2 separate regions of the Macaca mulatta genome follow, and region 2 is linked to region 1. A link is a contact called in public Hi-C data. All regions are on one chromosome and are shown on one strand. Each heading gives the region's core, a stretch centred on a gene start, on an enhancer-like site or on the middle of the called end of the contact. The rest is flanking DNA. Distances are from core to core; before and after follow the strand shown.

Region 1 (3,565 bases), core at 911-3,410:
AGATACAAGAATCAAATAGCATATTGGAAGAGGCTGGATGACAAATGAAGAGAAAGGCACACTGACACCTTAGTTACCTGCTAGAGATAGACATTCATCAAGCCTAGCCAGTCATTTCCTTCTCCTTCCTCCCACCACCTCTTTCCTTCTGAACCTCTGGTTCAGATGCAAAGTCCTTAGTCTGTAACTCTAGATTGTTCAACCCATTAGCACATAAGAAACTTGCTCTTCTGAGAATAATAAGCAGCAACACCGTTTCCTTAACAACCAAGGATCTTATAGAGGCAAGAACTAGAAGTAAGAAGAAAACACACACCAGGGACAGAAGACATGGACTGGAGGTCTTGGGCCAATTAAGTGACCTTATTCCTATCTCAGAGCCTCTCCAACTCATGGCTTCCTTAACTCATTCATTTAGCAAATGTTTTCTAAAGCACTTAGTGTGTACCAAGAGTTGCCTCATGCACGAGGGCTGCAGCAGTGAATAAAACAGGGAGGCCCTGATCTCAGAGATCTTGTGTCCTAGTGAGAGTGACAGGCAATACATACTAAATAAATAAGCGATGTAACTTTAGGTGGTGAGCAGTGCTGTGAAAGAAATTAAACAAATGATAAAGACAAACTGGGGAGGAGGCATCCTGTAAAGAGGTTGGTCAGAGGAGGTCTCCCTGGGGAAGTAGCATTTGAGCTGAGACCTGAATGTACTAGGAAGGGCCAGTCAGGAGATAAGCCAGGGAAAGAAGGTTCCAGACAGAGGGACCAGCAAGCCTCGCGGTGGGACCGCTGTCGGGGCTGGCTGCCAATCCAGGAGAACAACACTGGGTATGCAGTTGTACTTGGTGAATGGTTTTGATACAGCACACCAAGCAGTCCTGCGAGTTCCCTCGTGGTGCCTCAATGGTGGAGGGGCCAAGGACGGAGACTCTGCCAGACTCACGCCAACCTGCCCAAAACACACACAGAGAACGAGAGAGAGAGAGAGAGAGAGAGAGAGAGAGACGCATGCACATACTCTGCTTCAACAAAAGAGCTCTTCTTTAATCTGAAGTCTATATTGGGTGGCTGCCTAAGATTTTGTTCGAGGACCAGGTTCAAGGATCAGAAATTCTTGATCTCAAAAGTCCTTTTCCACACTTTGTTTGATTCTCTGAAATGTTACACAGTGGTTACAGCAGTGGTCATAGAAGGGTTGATTCTATTCTACCTGTTGACAGGGAGTCGGAGTACAGCTCCCAGCAATCTGGCTCTCCTCTCACCGTAACATCCCACCCCTTTCCCCTCCAGTGGTGGACTGGAACCTCCGATGCCTTCCAAGCCCATTCCAGCTAGAGAGGGACACACATCTCTGCCTCTTCCTAGGAGATTAGACTGATTTCCTTTCCTTGCAACTGTCCGAATGAGACGCTTTCTGTCCCACACAGTAGAGCTTTGTGATGACAGCCGAGAAACGGCTCAAGTTTTTTCCAACCTGTAAAATGCCAAGTTGGCCAGCTGCCTCTCTTCCTAGCCTCAAAACTCGTATCTTTCCTGTCTCCAAAGAACTGCCCGGCAGCTCGGAGGGAAGTGTCTGCTGTCCTGGGGCTTGGGGAAAGCACAGCTCAGAATGTGAAATCGTTTTCTGGTAATACGGAGCTAATTAGCTTTTTGACTGACGAGGAAGCAGAGGCCAAAAGGGATTTAACCAATCTGTTTTTCAGATATTTCAAAACAAGTGAAGAACCAGACAGGGAAATGGAGAGAAAGAGAAAATAAAGAGACAAAGTCTAGGGAGCGTTTGGAGACGGGGGTGAGTGAGAAAGAGAACGGGGAGGGAGACTATCAAGTGGCTAAAGTATCAACCCTCTGTTCTTCCAGCTTCACCTCTACTCCCGATTTCCCCTCGGCCTCTCTTCCAGAGAGAACTTACTTGAAGGTTGATGACTTCTCTTTCTGATTCCATCTCGCTGTCCTCAAGTCCCTTCACACGCACCGGGTGCCGGGAACAGACTGCGTGGGCTCCTCCAGGCTCTGCCGTCTGAGTCTCTGCGGCTTTCGGATAGGAGAGAGCACACAGCTGGCGGGACAGACCTGCCATTCATCCCTCTGATGTGGGATGCCCGTCTTGGCTGCAGCCCCTGGGGGAGGTGTACACAGGCACACGCGCGTGTGTGTGTGTGTGCACATGTGTGTGCTGCAGGAGGTGGCACCTGGCACACTGAGAGGTGGCCTTCTGGGTTGGTAGTGACAGCATGATTTTCACCAGTGGCTCCAGTGACCTTCCGGTCCCAGCGGAGCCCTCTGAAGTCACCAGCCTGCTTTGAGCTAGGAGCTTTACGGCTGGCAAAGAAACCCTGGGTATTTATCAAGGAAATGGAAAAACAGCCTGAGGACAACACTATCTGACTTCACCGCTGAGTGGGGTCCCCAGTCCCCACGGGTGGGGTGACCTCCAGCAAGTCTCAATACTGAGGCATCGGGATTTCCGTTGTTCTTTGCTTCGTTCCCTATATCCCTGAAAGTTTTTTAAAAAATTGTAGTTTACCTAATAGGCTCCAAAGCATAGGCTGTATTCTACAAAGTGAGTAAACAATATGTTTTTATTGACAAATTGTTTGATTCCTTCAACTCCTCCCTTGATTAGCCATAGAGGGAGCAGGGAGAAGGTGTACCTTCGAAGCCCGTTTATGCAAGTAGCAGTATTCTCCCTGCTTTTAAAATAAACTTACCAGGGGCGAGTCTTTTTTTAGAAAGTTTCTTTTTTTTCTCTCCTGTTTACCTTAGAACCCAAAACTCTTCTGGTTTGTTCCTGAAGCAAGGTTTAGACACAAGCTTGTGCACGTGTGGGTGTGGGGATGTCCGTAGACGTGCGTGGCAGGGTGTTAACCTGTAATCCAATTCGGGGCTTAAAGAGGTGCGGGCGGGAGGAAAACAGGCAGAGTCACACGTTTACTCTCACCACATTCAAATGTTAAAAAAAAAAAAAAGTGATTTCTTCAGTTCTATGAAATGCCTTTATAAGTTCCCATCCCTCTGGACAGTGGTGCGAGGGAGGGTTGGACAATTGGATGGGGGTCATATTTTAGTCTAATCTATGAAGCATAGTTGGATTTATTCATTTAAATGGTAAACAGTCCACTTTAGACACATGCTCAGTCTTTCGGATTTGCAGAAGTTGGCATCTAGTTGCATGGGACGAGTGGGCTGTGGACGGTTCTTGGATCTATCCTGTGGCCTCTCCATCTCTGCTCGTTTCTGTCCTGGAGCTGCTGGGCCCATGGGCCTGCCCGAGTTGCTGACTGCTAAGGAGACACAGGTCCTCCTCCAGGGTCTCCTGCTGGCACTGGTGGCTGATGTCTGATACTGGGCTAGAGTCACTCATGGGTGATTCTCTTTCTGCTTTTGAGATCCAGTGGTCTCCCTTGCTGTCTGCGCTACCTTGGCTCGTGGCAATGCGGACCGTCCTGAGACCTGGCTTTGACTTGTATGCGCCCCCATCCCACTACAGCAGCTCAGTGGCCCCCATCTCTAAGATAAGCCCCTCGAAATTTTCCTGCGAGATGCTTGACCAGTGCTCCTGAGCCCCTTT
Region 2 (3,313 bases), core at 626-3,125, 160 kb after region 1:
CAGTTTTTCCATGAATTGGTGTGGGGGGTGGGGGTTGGGAGAGTTTGGAATGATTCAAGCACATTACATTTATTGTACACTTTATTTCTATTATTATCACATTAAAATATATAATGAAGTAGTTATAGAACTCACCATAATGTAGAATCAGTGGGAGCCCTGAGCTTGTTTTCCTGCAAGTAAACTGTCCCATCTGGGGGTGATGGGAGACAGGACAGATCATCAGGCATTAGATTCTCATAAAGAACGCTTAACCTAGATCCCTTGCATCCACAGTTTACAGTAGCGTTCATGGTCCTATGAGAAATCTAATGCTGCTGACAGGAGGCAGAGCTCAGGTGGTCATGCGAGCAATGAGGGAGCAGCTGTAAATACAGATGAAGCTTTGCTTCCTTGCCTGCCACCCACCTCCTGCTATGTGGCCAAGTTCCTAAAAGGCCATGGACTGGTATCAACCTGTGGTCTAGTGGTTGGGGACCCCTGGTGTCTTAGAGGATCTATTTTTACCCAGAGAAGAACCTGTTTTAAGTTATCTTGTATAAATTTTTTATTTGGTGAAATTCGATATTTTAAAATTGTCACTGTGGCGATATATTCTTTATTAATTGTTAAAGTTAATACTGCTGAGCTGATTAATTCCAGATCATTGGAATACAGTGTTATAGCACCTGGATATAGTCACTTGCATGTATTCTGAAATGCTTACAGTTAACATGTTGAAACATTAACAGATCATTTCTGTCCTGCAAATTCTAATTTCTTTATCCAACTTCCACACTTGTTTATGGCAATACCTTTATCCTTGTTAGATAGGCTTCTTGATATTCTCTTTTCTTCCACTAGAATGTGCTAACTAGCACTATATACCTAGCACTATGAACAAGTGCTATATATCACATTCTAGTGGAAGTACCTAATACTGAATGATAAGCGTTTGAATGAATTAAGGAGAATTATGTGGTAGTAATTATGTGTACATCTTGAGATTCTTTCCATTGGTTTGGATACTTAGTTGGTTGTCAACTGTTTGTCTGGCATGCCTAAGATTACTCTAAAATACAATGGTTTACTTGTTTAAAAAACTATACTGAGGGGCTTTGGGTAACATAGTGGGGTAAGCCCCCGTGGAATGGCTGTCCCCCAGCAACAAACTGAAATGTGGAATATAATAAAAGTTTTTTCCAATACATATCTAAGCTTTAAGGAAAGAGAGGTTAACCTCCAGATAATAAGCAGAGATAACTCGAAGCCAAAACAGGAACTTATACTCTGGGATTTTAGACCACATATTGGTTGAGAAGTTGATGCTAATTTTAATGTCCATGCAAGGACAGAAAGCCTTAGAACTAGGTAGAGAGGGGAGCTAGAACGTAGCCTGTGTCAAAAAACTGAATTATCCATGAAAAGAGAGACCTTAATGCCCTAGCCAGTGAAAGCTGCAAGGAATTTTACCTGTGTGCAGAAGACTGTGGATAAGAGGGGAGACCTATGAAAAATAGAAATTCCCATCAGATGCTACCAGTGTTCTTAATTATTCTGTAATCTTCTTTTTTTTTTTTTTGGAGACAGGGTCTCACTCTGTTGCCCAGGACAGAGTGCAGCGGCACAATCATAGCTCACTGCAGCCTCAAACTCCTGGGCCCAGGGAATCCTTCCACCTCAGCCTCCCGAGTACCTGGGACTATAGTTGCTCACCACCATACCTGGCTAATTAAAAAAAATTATTTTTTTTTTTGGTAGAGACAGTGTATATTTTGCTGCCCAGGCTGCTCTCAAACTCCTGAGCTCATCGCGATTTGGCCTTATCCCGATTTGACCTCCCAAACTGCTGGGATTACAAGCATGAGCCACGGTGCCCAGCCTGTTTGGTATTCTTCCATCTCATATGTAGATGGCGCTGTAACATAAATTTATACCATCTACTTGGTACAGGAGTCCCAAACCAAAGAACGTACATCATAATTGATCAGGAACTGAAAGAAAACTCCCAGGGACATTTTCACAGTTCCTTGGTCACTGTCCAGAGGCAAAACAGTTTCCAGAGAAGATGACCTCACAATTAAATTACAGATCATACCAATGAAGGTGAATAGACACAACCAGAAAATAGCACTTCAACAATTAAAGATATTATGGACAAGTCTGAAAGTGATTACAATTATTTACATAATGATGTCAGTAAAGATATATGTAAGTGTATATGAAGTGTATAAAAGAAAAGAAGGAATTGAAGGAATAAGACACCATCAAAGAAAAAAAAGACAGGCATAATTTAAAAGCTTCTGAAGAACTTCTAGAAATGTGAACATTAAAATTCAAACTTAAATGGTTTAATGGTTAAACAACAGACTAAATTGACAGGAATAATAACTATAAAGAAATGAGCAACAGAAGGCACAAAAAAGACAGAAAATATTAAAAGAGGATGACACAGTAGTGAGAATACCCAGTTAGATTTAATTATCTAAAAGGGGTTTGTCTGTAATCCCAGCTACTCTGTAGGCTGAGGCAGAGAATCACTTGAGCCCAGGAGGTGGAGGTTGCAGTGAGCCGAGATCGTGCCTCTGCACTCCAGCCTGGGTGACACAGCGAGACTCCATCTCAAAAATAAAAATGAAAAAGTAGAGAGAATGAGAAAAGAAAAATTTCAGAATTTAAGAATTCTGATTGAGAATGTATACAGATTCCTAAGCAAGTAGGTTGAAAACATTCATATTCATTTCTGGAAGAATGAGTAACTAGGACCATTGGCAGCATTTGGAGAGCCAAATTGGGAAGGAATGGGAATTAACTCCAAAATACATGCTTTTTGGACCTTTTGAGTTTCTACCTTTGTTCTGTATGTGTATTTACATTGAAGCAGGTAAAACACCCATAGCTGAAAAATAAGATGGGAATATATGAGTTAGAAAATTTGGATTAAGGCCGGGTGTGGTAGTTCACACCTGTAATCCCAGCACTTTGAGAGGCCGAGGTGGGTGGATCATCTGAGGTCAGGATCACCTGAGGTCAGCTCGAAACCAGCCTGTCCAACATGGTAAAACCCTGTCTCTACTAAAAATACAAAAATTAGCTGGGTGTGATGACGGGCACCTGTAATCTCAGCTACTCAGGAGGCTGAGGCAAGAGAATCGCTTGACCCTGCAGGTGGAGGTTGCAGTGAGCCAACTGCACTCTAGCCTGGGTGACAGAGTGAGACTCCATCTCAAAAAAAGAAAAAAGAAAATTTGGATTAAAAATTGAAATAAATTTACTTATTTTTTTTAAATAGACATGAAATTCGAATATCATACAATTAACCGTTTTAGAATGT

Evidence for each region. Hi-C and Micro-C count contacts between places; a contact is called where the count stands out from the background.
Region 2: a contact with region 1 is called in a Hi-C map of CD4 T cells, with 2.6 times the contacts expected there. The contact joins the enhancer-like site here to the promoter of NINJ2 in region 1. A contact is called at or near these places in 2 of 14 Hi-C or Micro-C datasets (CD4 T cells and cortical neurons).

The regions. Positions count from the first base shown.
Region 1 is chr11:1,438,585-1,442,149 of T2T-MMU8v2.0, forward strand. It overlaps NINJ2 (ninjurin 2), which reads right to left and starts at 2,161. Exons shown (of 4, transcript XM_015150712.3): 1 at 1,907-2,161. The coding sequence starts at 2,074.
Region 2 is chr11:1,596,741-1,600,053 of T2T-MMU8v2.0, forward strand. All of the region lies in intron 2 of WNK1 (WNK lysine deficient protein kinase 1), which reads left to right. Among named protein-coding and RNA genes, the nearest start is that of WNK1, 64 kb to the left of the region's middle. Within about 2 kb of position 1,876, at least 4 of the 40 cell types and tissues checked have an H3K27ac peak or open chromatin away from gene starts, as enhancers often do. A contact at or near this core is called in CD4 T cells, where this site is marked.